2 separate regions of the Mus musculus genome follow, and region 2 is linked to region 1. The links are chromatin contacts, called in public promoter capture Hi-C maps. All regions are on one chromosome and are shown on one strand. The core of a region is the stretch at or near the end of the contact, and the rest is flanking DNA. Distances in the headings are between cores, read along the strand shown. Region 1 holds the start of Ube4a (ubiquitination factor E4A). Region 2 holds the start of Zpr1 (ZPR1 zinc finger).

Evidence for each region. Capture Hi-C pulls out chosen DNA fragments and counts their contacts.
Region 2: a promoter capture Hi-C map of liver shows a contact between it and region 1, with 2.8 times the contacts expected there. The contact joins the promoter of Zpr1 here to the promoter of Ube4a in region 1. A contact is called at or near these places in 3 of 39 promoter capture datasets (hippocampal neurons, liver and pre-B cells), 1 of 484 Hi-C or Micro-C datasets (B cells) and 1 of 9 other capture datasets (liver).

What each region holds. Positions count from the first base shown.
Region 1 is chr9:44,960,807-44,968,144 of GRCm38.p6, forward strand. It overlaps Ube4a (ubiquitination factor E4A), which reads right to left and starts at 4,794. Exons shown (of 21, transcript NM_001346698.1): 1 at 4,679-4,794; 2 at 2,531-2,626.
Region 2 is chr9:46,267,461-46,274,895 of GRCm38.p6, forward strand. Zpr1 (ZPR1 zinc finger) reads left to right here and starts at 5,604. Exons shown (of 14, transcript NM_011752.2): 1 at 5,604-5,907; 2 at 6,018-6,179; 3 at 6,596-6,686; 4 at 7,197-7,267. The coding sequence starts at 5,737. Apoa5 (apolipoprotein A-V) reads left to right here and starts at 1,148. Exons shown (of 4, transcript NM_080434.4): 1 at 1,148-1,159; 2 at 1,621-1,677; 3 at 1,766-1,865; 4 at 2,308-4,461. The coding sequence starts at 1,638. The coding sequence ends at 3,274.

The DNA of each region.
Region 1 (7,338 bases), core at 3,544-6,043:
TTTGTGCGTCTTTCATCCATATTAAGTTACCTAACTCTACTTACAGGTTTAAAACTACAGATCTGGAACTGGAGAGATGACTCAGCGACTTTTTCTTTCTTTTTTGGCTATGAATATTTAATCACATTTAACAAAAATTATCATACTTTATGTTGGAATTAACAGTTCTTGAGAGGGCTTTTACCTATGCAACCAGAGGGTAGTTTAATTTGCCCCTGATGCACGTGATGCCATGCTGAGCTGTCTCACTGTCAGCAAGCTACTGCTGTTCTCAACACCCCACAGTATCCTGAGATCTAAAAGATGGCAGAAGTATAGTGCACGCTTGTCACTTTGGCTTCGGAATATCACCACCTTCTCCCTCAATATGACACACTTAGTTTTTCGCTGAGTACCAAGTCCAGTCAAGACATATGTCCAGATGTGCTGATTTCACCTATGAGCTCCAGGAGGGCCAGAGAGGACAGAGTGATGGATCCAAGAGTGGGCAACACCTCTATCAAAGCTTATGGGAACCAGTGAACAATGTCTTTGGGCTGACCCTATAGAGAACTCTTTTTCTTCTCAGTTGCTAGGTTAGCAAAGCCCAAGCCCAGAGTTGCCACCTTTAAACCATCTATAAAATCCCTACCTCCAAATTAAGCAACCAGACAGGAAAACAGAGTATTTTAGACTTTTCAGTTATAAAAGTCAACAATAAAAGTTTGTAGCACACGTGTATATAGGCAAATTCCATAACCACATGAGCCAATGTGATGTGCATGCATAAGTGTGTAGCACACATGTATGCAGGCTAACTGCATAACTATACGAGCCACTGTGAAGTCTGTATACGTGTACATGTGTGTACAGTGATATGAGAGTGTGGCACACATGTGTACAGACAAAGTCTGAAACTACGTGAGCCAGTGTGAAGGGTGTATGCATGTGTGATACAGGTACATGGCGTACATGCATGAAGTATGGAGGCCAACAGAGGATGCTAGGGATCCCATGCTGTTACTTTCCTTATTCCCCTGAGACGGGGGCTTACTGATCCTAGAGTCAAGATGAAAGCCAGCTAGCAGTACCAATCCTCCTGTTTCTACTCCCCATAGTGCTAGGGTTACAGGTATACTTGTGGACACATCTAGCTCTTTATGTGGGTGTCGAGGATTTGAACTCGGGTTCTGTTTGTGCACCAGCAACTCTTACCCACCCACTAAGTCATCTCCAGGCCTTTTTATTTTATTTTATTTTTTTAATTAAAAAGTCGAGCCTCACTGTGTAGCCCAGGCTATCCTTGAATGTACAGTGATTCTTCTGCCTCAGTCTCCAAGTGCTAAGATTACAGGCATGTATCGCAATGCCTGGCTTGAGTTATTTTATATTTAAAAAAATACAACTGAATGATCCAGCTCATTAGATAGGAGACAATGATCTGCAGCATATATATAAAAAGAAAGCTGAAAGCAGGAAGAACAGGACATATTCTCAAAACTATCAGGAGAGAGGGCTTAGCACCACAAATGGCATCACTTCCTTTTTAATTCTATTCTCTTCCATTATATACACAAGCTAACTTTCTATTACATCTTTTCCCTGCTTATAATGGAATTTTAAAACTTCCACAGAGCACTCCTGGCAGATCAACTGTGCTAGCCTCTAGGACCCTCAAGTACAAGTTCATATCTGATTCTGAAACTATCCTCCAAACCACAACGCTTAAGCAAATGTTCACGGGCAGTCTCAGTCTTCCAAGTGATTACTCCTGAGCTGCACGTAGCCACACCACACCATTCCTCGAGATCTACTTCAAGGCACAGACTTATTACATCTGGAGATGCAGCAACAGGCCAAGCTCCCAGGCCAGACACTGTGGCGCTTCAGTACCTATGCATATGTAGAACAGAGAATGAAAATAAGCCTGCTATCACCTCAAATGCTGCCCTAGTCAGCTTTAACTGTCAACTTGACATAGCCTAGAGTCATCTTAGGGGAAAGCCTGGTTTGAGATTGCCCAGATCAGACATTTCTTTGGGGGAATTGTCTTGACTGGCTAGCTAATGGGGCTGGAGAGATGGCTCACTGGTTAAGAGCACTGACTGTGTTCTTCCAGAGGTCCTGAGTTCAATTCCCAGCAACCACAAGGTGGCTCACAACCTTCTGGTGTCTGAAGACAGTGACAATGTACTTAGATATATAAAATAAGTAAATAAATCTTAAAAAAAAAAAAAAGCAAGCAAGCAAAGCATCAGCCAGCAAGCAACATTCCTCCATAGGTTGTACTTCAAGGTCTTGCTTGAATTCTTGCCCTGACTCGCCTCAGTGATGGGATGTGACTTGCAAGTGCACAAATAATTCTTTTCCTCCTTTGAGTTGCTTTTGGTCAGAATGGTTTATAATGACAACAGAAAGAAGACTAGAAAGAATGTTACAAACAAAACAAGGTTTTGCCTACCCCACTGAAGTCATCGTTCTCGTATCTACTTAAAATAGGTATAGAGAATTTCCTTCTTTAGAAGCAAGGCTAAATCATGTGACAACTTACAGGAAAAAATGAGGGCCCACAGATCACCTGTTGAGAACCTCGGTGGAGATCCAGGTTAGACTTAGTCATTGAGCTTACACATGAAAATAAAAGTACCTAGGAAGAAAAGAAAGGTCTGGTGAAATGGACCCTCGATACCTGGTTTGGCTTAATACTTACTCTACCTATTTTAAGTTTCCCAGCTTGAGTAGAGTAGTGCATACCTGTAATCCTTGCACTTGGGAAGTGAAAACAGGAGGATCTTGATGTCAAGGCCAGCCTGAGCTACACAGTGAGACCCTGACTCAGAAATAAATAAGTAAGAGGTTGAAGAAATGACTCTACCAGAGTACCAGAGTCTGGATCCCAGTACCTGAAACAGGGCAGCTCACAAATGCCTGCAACTCCAACTCCAGGGACCTGACAACTCCTGCTCTCTGTGGGCATCCACACACTCTTACAGGTACACATCCATAAAAAAATAGATTCTTTAATAGGAAAGAAAGAAAGTGAGAGAGGGGAAGAAACAAAGAGATTAAGAGAGAGAGGAAGAGAAGGAAGGTAGGGAGAGAGAGAGAGAGAGAAAGAAAGAGAAATGGCTCAGTGGTTAAGAGTACTTGCTGTTCTTTTAGAGGACCACAGTTTAGTTTCTAGCACCCATGTCGGGCAGCTTACAACTTTCTGTAACTACAGCTCTTGGGGATCCAATACCCTTTACTTTTGTGGGCAGCTGCACACATATGGCATGCATATATACAGAAACACATATGGAGACATAAGCAAAACTAAAAAAATTATCTTTAAAAAGAAACAGTAATAGTAATAATAAACCCAAATTCCTTGTTTTCAGTTGCCACACAGAAACACATCCACTTTCTTGATAGCTTTTGGGATGGCACAACTACCAGCCCCCCCAAGGCTTTTGGATTTGATTCATTTTTAGTAAGTAACTTCACTTTACATACCTGCTGCAAAAGTCTACATCTCTAGGAAGTGTCAACCATTGGACCCATACAATTCTCTCATTTTCTCCTGACTCAAGCTTCTACTTATATAGAGTGCTGCTAATCCTTTAAGGCCACTACTGGCTCCTGAGAGCATACAGATATTTTAAGATCATGTCCAATCCAGTTTTAAAGTAGAACTATTGGTAACACTGAAAAACAGATTGCTATAGCCAAGTTCTATGGCTAAGGTGGGGTTGGGTGTAGCTCTGTTCTAGAGCACTTAGTATGCACCAGGGCTTAGTTTATAACCCCAGCAACTCCCTACCCCAAGCCCAAATTACACTGTATTAAATTGTACTCCATAAAGTCTCTATTTTGGAATTTAAAAATGTTCCCAAAGTAACATGTCTACCTGGAAATACCTTCAGTGTTACATTAGGTGTCGTAACAAAAATCCTTGCAATACGTTTATCTGCAAGCTAGGATCTCATCAAGTGAAGCACATACACGTCCGAAAACAAAAAAAGAACACAACACAACAAACAAAACCGTCTCTAACAAACCCTGGCATTTCATCTTGGGCCCCATTTTATGTCTCTGGGACCAAAAAAGTCAATGACATTGAGACTTAACCCATTCTTGCTCTAGGAGACAAAAAAGAATCCTAAAAGGAACAATACTAAACACAAAACGTCTGACTCTATGGTCAATCTGAGAAATGTTTTCTCGACCAAGAAAAACTCGAGCAGAATCCAAAGAGCTACAGCTGGGAAGCCGTCACTCGCTTTAAAAGTCAACCTCTTGCTACACGCACCCTACTGGTTTGATTGCTATGAGTCGAGCTTCATTTTGTCTCCTTGGCATCTGGCACTGTCGTTCACTCTTCGTATTTTATCCTTTGGGGTTCAGTAACATTCATAGGCAGCAGGGAGACCCACCCACCCTGCGCAGGTCCTAGATAAAATAAGTCAAAAGACAGCCACAGCCCACACTCGGGCCTTTCCTAGCAGGGACTTGGCAAAGAAGAAGGGAATGTGCAGAGCCACCGGACGCCGGAGCACCGTAAGGGTTTCCAGATTAGACAGGGTCGAAGTTCAAGACGGACCCGGGTCAGGCAAGCAGTTGAGAACAGCAGGCATGCAGGGGCCTTGACTGGCAATTGCTTAGGAGAAAACCGGGTCGCAGCCTCAACACTCTCGTCCTCTTATACCTTGCCTCTTACCGGAGCCTGAAAGGGCAGGGACGACGACACCTCACAGCTACAGCGACCAAAAGGTTCTTACTTCCGACTCAGCAAGGCAACCGGAGCTGACATCATCGCTGAGCGCCGAGCCTGTTGGGTCTTTACCCCGCGCCGGAAGTAGGGCGGTGTCGGGCTTCGCTAATGACAGAGAAAACACCGAGGAGGCGCATGCGCACGTTTGCTGGCAGCTAGCGAGGGTGGGGGGCGGGCCGGAAGTGGCTTTGGGATTGGGCTAGGCAGCAGGGCGGGGCGGGGCAGGGTTGGCTATGACTGCGTGCTTTGAAGTTTTGTGGAATATGAAGCTAGACCTTGGAAATCCATCTCTTGAGGGCAGATACACTATTGTGGTGTCGGGCTCTGCACAGACTGTGACTTTTTGCTTTTTACGCTCCCTTCTGTCCTATGGCTTTTTGGAGCCGTTTCACTCGTTGTGGCTTAGAAGCAGTAACAATACCAACAAGGACAATGTATAAGACGTTTTGAGCAGGTATTAGGTGCCAGGCAGCGCGCTATTTTGGGTTGGTCTTAGATTTATCTATACAATGCTAACAGTATACAGCCTACAAGTCTGGTTAATTTTTAGTTTTTAATTTTGAAAAATATTTATGAGCATTGATTGGTGTTTTGCCTGTATGTATGTCTGTGTGAGGGTGTCAGATTCCCTGGATATGGAGTTACAGACAGTTGTGAGCTGCAATGTGGGTGCTAGGAATTGAATCTGGGTCGTCTGAGCCATTTCTCCAGCCTTGGTTCTTAGTTTTAGTAAGGAAAATGAAAATTAAAACTGTAGTGAGTGGGACACCGTGGGGCATGCTGTAATTCTAGCACTTGGTACATAGAGACAGGAGAATTGAGCATCCGAAGTCATCCTCTGCTATTCAGTGAGTTTGGACTAACCTAGGGTTACTTCAAACCAACCATCCAACCAACCAAAACCCTACCCTATTCTGAGATACCCCTTAAAAAAAATTATATTGGCACAGCTCAATACCTCAGCAAGAGATTGGTAGCATACATGCATAGGAGTACCAGGCACTTCTTTGCTGTACTTGATAGTGTATATCTATATAACTGCTATGAAGTGAGATTTAGTTTAATAAAATTACATGTTCAGATATTTTTCAATGATATCTTTTATTCTTATTTGTTACTAATACTTTACATATATTCTAAGTGACATTTATTGTTAAAGCTAGACCAAATCCCTAACAATGACCTACAAATAATGAGACAGGAGACAATCTTGTCTTAGACATGACCTCCCAAATGCAACAAAATCTATAAAATGGAATTTATCAAAAAGACTTTTGCATTTCAAAAGTCACCATTAAGAAAGTGAGGTTGGGGCAAAGATTAATATTATGTGTTGTGTAAAAAGCCATTGCTCTGAGCTGAAGAGATGACTCAGCGGTTAAGAGCACCGCCTTACTTTCCAAAGGAGGCAGGGTTCAGATTTCAGCATGCACCTAGCAGCTAGAATCACTAACTCCACTCTCAGGGATACAATGCCCTCTTCTGGCCTCCATTGGCTCTGCATGCCCATTGTGCAAAGATAGACCAACAGCCCTAACACCCATATACACAAAATAAAAATAATACAAAATAAATGTTAATGTGGCTATATTGAAGTAGTGACAAATATTGTTGAAAATTCAAGATTCATAAAAACAAAAAGCTGTCATGTCAGTAGGGATGTAAAACGATGCTGTTAGTTTAGAAAAGAATTTGGCTGTTTCTTTAAGAGCTAAAAGTGAATTTGCCATATGATCTTCATTCCTAGGTCTTTACTCCAGAGAAATGAAATTATAGTTGCATAAAGAGCCTTGCACGCTGGGCTGTGGTGGTGTAAGCCTTTAATTCCAGCCCTTGGAGACAGGGCAGATGGATCTCTGTGAGTTTGGGGCCAGCCTCATATACAGAGAGAGTTCCAGGACAGCTAGGGCTACACAGAGAAACTGAGTCTTGAAAAAACCAAAATAAAAACAAAATAGAACATTTCAAAAGAATCCTCATTGCAGCAGTGCTTATAATAGCCGAGAAGTGAAACCATCATGTGTCCTTTGACTGGGGAATGGACAAGCAGTGGACTGCCCATGAAATGGCTTTTCAGCAAGAAGAAACAAAATACACATATACTTGGAGTTCAAGGCTAGATAGATAGCAGGACCTGTGGGAAGCCACATATGCCATTACAAGGTGACGCTGGCTACCACTGGCCACCACGCATACGGTTGGGTAAACAACCAATGTGTACATATGCAATAACGTTTTTTGCCAAGACACTGCCTGGCCCGGGCATGATAATGAGGTTCTGTGAGGTACTGAGAGTATAACCAATCAGGTGTGAGGCATGCAAATGAGGTAGAATGCATAACCAATCCGGGTGTGAGACACGCCTCTCCTAGGCCTATATAAGCAGCACCAGTGCTGGGCTTGGGGTTTCGCCTCTGCAATCAAGCTCTCCCAATAAAGAAAAAGAAAACTTGAAGAGACAGAGACTTGTGGCTGCTTGGGGTTGAGAGTCAGCATAAGGACTATTAAAACAGTGGTGGTGATGTTTTCAACCTGAATTATGATGGGGCAAATTACTAAAAACTGCTGAGAACAGGTGAAATCACTTAAAATTGGCAAATATTATC
Region 2 (7,435 bases), core at 4,354-6,853, 1.3 Mb after region 1:
ACGCCTGTAATCCTGTTTTATGCCGTGTTTGAGATCAATCTCTGGACTATGTATATTTTAGGTAAGTACAGCTTACAACCCTTCTTTAACGACCCATGTGCTGGGACAGAGTGGGAAGCTTGGCAGCTTCTTTTTCTCTTCTTAGTTTTGTTGTTTGAGATAGGACCTCCCACAGCAGCCCAGACTGGCCTCAAACTTACAATTCTCCTGCCTCAGCCTCCCCAGTGCCGTGATTATAGGCAGACATCCCCCTGTGCCTGAGAGGTAAGTGGATCGAGGATGGCAGAAGTTTTGTGTGGAGACAAGGGAGGAGGCTGAACTGGTCACGGTGAAGGGCAGAGGGAAGTTCTGAGGAAAGTGACGGGAACAGCGTGTGGGTGGAGGCAGGGGGACCGACTGGAGGTTGAAGAGAAAGGATGAAGCACTCAGGTATGTCCATGCAAGCCTATGGAAGAAGCTTGTCATAAGAGAAACATCTGGGCTTCCCGGCTTCCCTCCTCGGAAGCTCAAGGGGGTGGAGCCCAGCCTTCCCTGTGAGGGAAGACTCTTGAGGGGACTAACTTCTGATACCCAAAGTCTCTGACCCAGATGCAGCTTGCCCCATCCATCTTCAACAGGACCTGACTTCTCCAGCTCAATCCTGGAGACACTTATACTCTAGGCGCCATAGGTCTGTAACCCTGTAAGTACTGGCTCTTCTCAGGCTGTCACAGTGGCCATGGTGGGACAAGTAAGGCCAGCCCAGGCTCTAGCCAGTCCTGGACACTGTCCCTCTGGCCAGCTGGCTAGTGCAGAAGGCGCTGGGGAGTTAAGTAAAGGCAGGGCCCGCAGTGGACAGACAAGCAGTGTTCATTGGCTGGCCAGTCATTCAGTAAGTGGGGCGGTTGCTGGTCACAGGATTTGGGGGGTGGGTTCTGCCCACACTTAGTAAAGGCTCGAGGGAGCCACTTGTCTACTGGGGCAGCCCCCCTGAGGCTGGGGAGCTTACTAACCCCAACAGTGCCAGGAGAAGGGGAAAAGGTGAGTGTGCTAGTAACCAGCTGGGGTCATCCTTCTTTGACCCTCCACGTGGTGTTTGCTCAGAGGAATTGTTGTCAGACTCCCTGGCGCCTAGAGTATAAAGTAAGAGTGTCTGCTCTCTGTGCCCAGAACCGAGCAGGTGAGCTTACATGGCACAGGGATGGTGGGGGTGGGGTGGCAGCAAAGGTAGGAGAGAGCTGCAGATACAGGCTAGCAGAAATTGTGTGTACCAGTCCTCATCCCTAAAAGGGGCTCGGAGGCAGGAAGACAGGCAAACGAGGGAGCTAGATTGCATTGAGGTGGGTGGGTCATCTCTCTAGGGCAGCCTGAGTTCCAGGTTCCCTACTTTGTGACCGAGGTAAGGAGCAATCCAACCCTGTTGTCTGAGGAAGTCATCTCTTCCCTCCTGCCTCACTCCCCCACCCCCAGTCCCCGCAAGTGCCTAGTTCAGTTCTCTGGAGCTTTTGACATGATGTTACCTACACACTGGGGAAGGGTTATCGGGATTTGGGGCAGGCACCCCCTAGACCAGGCTTCCTAGATCTAGTCCCTGGCTTTGCCTCTCCTCCTGATCAAGCCTTCATCTACCTTCCTTCTCAGGGGCCATCGTGGAAAGCATGGCTGCAGTCATCACTTGGGCCCTCGCCCTCCTCGCAGGTGGGTCTTCTGGCCCACTGCAGTGTGGGTTTGGGATGGAGGATGGGCTGAGGGGCCTGGCCCTTAACTGTCTCATCTTCCTCTGCAGTGTTCGCAAGCACTCAGGCACGGAAGAGCCTCTGGGACTACTTCAGCCAAAACAGTTGGAGCAAAGGCGTGATGGGCCAGCCACAGAAGCTGGCACAGGAGTAAGTAGCCTGGGCAAGGCTGTGCTGAGGGCACGAGACAGCCCTACTGTGGGATGATCCCTTGGCTCTGTGGTTAACATGGAAGCTGAAGGAACCAGCCCTGCCTATAGAACCAAACACACCTCAGTCATCTTGGGCACCCTCTTGTCCAAGTTTCTCCTGCCCATGGCACCTGAGATTAGCATGCCACAGAATGACAAGATGGTGTGAATCTTGGCGTGTGTGTGTGACACCTTCTTGGATGGTATTGTAAGACCGAATGCCATTTTGTGTTCTGAATGTAACAATGAAGTTGGCTGGGGTCAGGACTAAAGACCAGGCTCTGGGGCCACTCCTCCTGTCCTGGCTTCTGCAAAATATTAGTGTCCCACAGCTTTGGGGAAAGGGAGATTTCAATGCTAGCAGTCTAATGGCCTGATTCTCTGTCTTTCTCCTTCTCCAGGAACCTGAAAGGCAGCTTCGAGCAAGACCTCTACAATATGAACAATTACCTAGAAAAGCTGGGACCCTTGAGAGGGCCTGGGAAGGAGCCTCCTCTGCTGGCCCAGGACCCAGAAGGCATTCGGAAACAGCTGCAGCAGGAGCTGGGGGAAGTGAGCTCGCGCCTGGAGCCCTACATGGCTGCGAAGCACCAGCAGGTAGGCTGGAACTTGGAGGGCCTGAGGCAGCAGTTGAAACCCTACACGGCGGAGCTGATGGAGCAGGTGGGCCTGAGTGTGCAGGAGCTGCAGGAGCAGCTGCGCGTGGTGGGAGAAGACACCAAGGCTCAGCTCCTGGGGGGCGTGGACGAGGCGCTGAACCTGCTGCAGGACATGCAGAGTCGAGTGCTGCACCATACCGACCGAGTCAAAGAGCTCTTCCACCCTTACGCAGAACGCTTGGTGACTGGAATTGGGCACCACGTGCAGGAGCTGCACCGCAGTGTCGCTCCTCACGCAGCTGCCAGCCCCGCGCGACTCAGTCGCTGCGTGCAGACTCTGTCCCACAAACTCACACGTAAGGCGAAGGACCTGCACACCAGCATCCAACGCAACCTGGACCAGCTGCGCGATGAGCTCAGTGCCTTCATCCGCGTCAGCACAGATGGGGCGGAAGATGGAGATTCCCTGGACCCTCAGGCTCTCTCCGAGGAGGTCCGCCAGAGACTGCAGGCTTTTCGGCATGACACCTACCTGCAGATTGCTGCATTTACTCAGGCCATTGACCAGGAGACAGAGGAAATTCAGCACCAGCTAGCCCCACCCCCGCCTAGCCACAGCGCCTTCGCTCCTGAGCTGGGACACTCAGACAGTAATAAGGCCCTGAGCAGACTGCAGAGCCGACTGGACGACCTGTGGGAAGATATTGCCTATGGCCTTCAAGACCAGGGTCATAGTCATTTGAGTGACCCTGAGGGTCACTCCGGTTAACCCTCCAGCTCATTGTCTGGACCCTGAGCCGCTAGCATGGTCTATTAGGCAGAGGGTGGAGGGTCCTGCACACCACCAAAGGTGCTGCTGTCCCAACCTACCCAGCCTCCTCAACTCCCCTACTCAGGGGCATTACACTCAGTAGGCTTTGCAAACCCAGCTTCTGGTACTCATTTGGCAATCCTAAGTAGCAAGAGTGAGGTGACAGGAGTGGGAGATGGTGTGTGGGGTGACTGACCGCAAGCCAGTGCTTGACCGTGCTGGAAACCCATGCCACTACAACCTGGAGTTGGGCTCCTGTTAATTCTCGCAGCCTGGTGCTGGCTGTTACAGTTGGTCCATGGAGAGGAACTCCTGTCTCCCCAGGGTTGTCATGAGAGCTTTTGTTGGAAGGGAGCAGGAGGAGAGCATGATGCAGAGAACATGTGATGGAGTGTGTACGTCCCTGCCAGTGGTCCTGCTGGTGGGTCCAGTGATGGGACCGGGCAGAGCCCCTATTTCCTTAGAGAACTCTGAATCCAGATAAGGAACTGAGCCATCCACACGATGAAGGAGGGCTTCTAAAAAAATCCTGTACAGAACAAACTGTGTGCCTTCCTCATCATACAGTCCCTACCTCCTGACTCTCAGGGTGGAACTGACTTTTGGTTGGAATGAAATAGATGCTCGTGATGGAACGTTGTTGGTCTGGCGTGACTCTCATTGGACCATGTCTGAGAGCAATTGTTTCCCCTCTGTCTCAGAACACACCCACCATCCACTTGTACCCCTCACTTGCTCTTTCTGTCTCTTTTCCATTCTTGGTCCACTCTGGGCGAGTTCTGCCGTAGGACTCCTGGCTAGACAATGGCTGTCACATTTGATGGGGTTGGGTGGGGAGGAGGCTGTCTTGTTCCACAGTCTACGGATCACAGGACAGCGTGGATTAATTCTCGCAGCCTGGTGCTGGCTGTTACAGTTGGTCCACGGAGAGGAACTCCTGTCTCCCCAGGGCTGTCATGAGAGCTTTTGTTGGAAGGGAGCAGGAGGAGAGCATGATGCAGAGAACATGTGATGGAGTGTGTAATGGGGAAACATGCTCTCCCTGAAATCCCTGAAGGATCCCCTTACCCTTGGTCCCATGTTCCAGATTCCTCATGCCTGCTTGACTCTCTTCTTGGGATTGATAAAAACTCTCTCTTTGAGACAGATCTCACTACAGAGTATTTGCTGGCCTGGAATACATTATGTAGATCAGGTTAGCCTCACATTAATAGAGATCAACTTGCCTCTGTCTCCTAAGTACTAGGGTTAACAACATGCTCGGAGACCTAAGAACTCTTAACTCTCTTTCGTATACACACTCACTCAGATATCAAAGATCGCCAGGGACCAGTGAAACAAGACAGGGGCGGGGAAGGAAAGCCCAGCTCAGCACCCTTTCTTCCCAGCTCAGCCTTCTCTGCACAGGATGCTCGATACCTCCCCACTACAGATCCTCTGTGAAGCTGCACTCCACGCAACCACACCCTTGTTACCCTCAATCCTGTAGATAGAGTCAGTGTCAGCCATGTGACTGGGTTGTGGTCCAAGACTTAGAGAGGAAGCGCTAGAAAGGAAATTTGAAAAAACCCGATAAAGTAGGGTGTTTTGTTAGGAAACAAGGAGAGATTAAGACAGCGAATGCGGTGGGGGGAATGAGAAAAATGAGTAAAAAGAAGAGCAGTGTATTTAGAGTTAGGGGCGGTGTTTAAAAGGACAGAAGTGAGGAGCTGGGGGAAAGAGAGTCAGGGAGGGGAGAAGCTAGATAACAGGAGAGGGGACCCAGGCAAGGTCTGGCCACAGTTTTTTTTTTTTAATTATTTATTTTATTTATTATATGTAACTATACTGTAGCTGTCTTCAGACACTCCAGAAGAGGGAGTCAGATCTCCTTACCGATGGTTGTGAGCCACCATGTGGTTGTTGGGATTTGAACTCGGAACTTTGGACCTTTGGAAGACCAGTCGGGTGCTCTTACCCACTGAGCCATCTCACCAGCCCGTGGGGGCACAGCCTAGGCGATTCCAAAGCAACCGGGGCATTTTACATAGACCTGGAGTCCTGGGGACAAACAGGCTACCCGTATAGAGAAGCCACAACTAGCGAGCTACTCACGAGTAGCTGTCTTCAGACACACCAGAAGAGGGCGTCAGACCCCATTATGAATGGTTGTGAGCCAACATGTGATTGTTGGGATTTGAACTCAGGATCTTTGGAAGAGCAGTCAGTGCTCTTACCCGATGAGCCATCTCTCCAGCCCAGTGTGGGTCTTCTCTAGTTACGGAAGTGCAGTCTAGGAACCGGAAGTCTTTGTCAGAGACTGACCTAGGAAACGCAGGGTCTGCGGCCTCTTTAAGAAGGGGCGGGAACAGGGGCTGGAGGAAGTGAGGTCGCAGGGGCCGCGGAAGCCGGAAGCCGCCGCGGGAGCAACGCGTGGGGAGATGTCTGCCAGCGGGGCTGTGCAGCCGGGACACCCGGGGGCCGCCGTCGGGCCCTCGCCCGCTGCGGCTGCGTCACCAGCCACCGGGCCTTTGTTCCGGCCCCTCAGCGCCGAGGATGAGGAGCAACAGCCCACCGAGATCGAGTCACTGTGCATGAACTGTTACCGGAACGTGAGTCTGAGCCCGGGGAACCACCCAGCCGTGCACCCAGAGGCAGCTCTGGCGTACAGGGTGTAAACAAGCTGAAGTCATTCTCCCCAACGCCGCTTCTGCTTCCCTAGGGCACGACGCGACTTCTGCTCACCAAGATCCCCTTCTTTAGAGAAATCATCGTGAGCTCCTTTTCCTGCGAACACTGTGGCTGGAACAACACGGAGATCCAGTCTGCAGGCAGGATCCAGGACCAGGGAGTGCGCTACACCTTGACCGTGAGAAGCCAAGAGGTGAGCGCAGACCAGAGAAGGTACCCCCACGGTTTCAGAGAGCGCACTGGGGGTCAGAGCCCCCAATCGGACCATCAGCCCTTCACCAGACCTGTCCCAAGCCCTTAGTGTCGTCCTTTGACAGTGGTGTCGGTGGTGCTGGCCTCGGTTCTGCTGCTTTGAGTGGTGAACGTGCTTTGCGAATTTTGTGGGAGTGATGGGATTTATGTGGAAGAGCTGGGCTTTGTGGGTGGTGTTCTTACCTTCTGGGTAGTCAGGCTGACACCATGTGTACTATCCTGAAGTAGTTTGGACTCTTCTGAATGGAAGGCGGGAAGAAGAAAGATCTGGGTTGGCATCTGATGGAGAGATGGTCTGGTTATTTCCCAAGCTTTATTGCTGACCTCTTTAGCTAGAACGGTTTGCTTTCTGTCCAGGACATGAACAGAGAAGTGGTAAAGACAGACTCTGCCACCACAAGGATCCCCGAGCTGGATTTTGAGATTCCAGCCTTCAGCCAGAAGGGAGGTGAGTTTTAAGATCAGGTGTGTGAGGTGTGTGAGCTGTTCACAAGCTGAGATGTTTCCTATTTTCTTTCAAAGCCTGGTCCAGGTCACGCCTAGTGGCTTGTGTTTGGTCATTTAATTATAGTGGATTTTCATGTTTTAATGTGAGTAAAAAGTTATAGTTAATCTCTCTCTCTCTTTTGTTTTGTTTTGTTTTGTTTTGTTGGTTTTTAGGGTTTCCCTATGTAGCCCTGGCTGTCCTGGAACTCACTCTGTAGACTAGGCTGGCCTCAAACTCGGAAATCTGCCTGCCTCTGCCTCCCAAGTGCTGGGATCAAAGGCCTGCACCACCACTGCCCGTCTAATTAAATCTCTTAAGAGTCCAGTAGTGAGACAGACCACGGTGTGCTTAGTTTAGAGCTTTATAGATGAGGAGAAGGAGGCCTGCAGAGTTCAGGGAAAGTGTTGAGGGTCACACAGACAAGTGATAGCACGTCAGCACTCACTTGTCTCATGTTTCATTTACCACAAGCTCTGACCACTGTTGAAGGACTCATCAGCCGTGCGATCTCTGGCCTGGAACAGGATCAGCCCACACGACGGGTGAGTAGGGATGAGTCAAACTGTATCAGACCAAATGTTGGGGAACTTTTTGATTGAGCACATAAAGGAGCTAGTTCTCCATGTTGTGCTGTCCCCAGCCCACGTCTCGGTGTGCCCTCCTGCACTTCAGATAATGTCACATTATCTTGAAGAGTCTTCGGCTTCTCT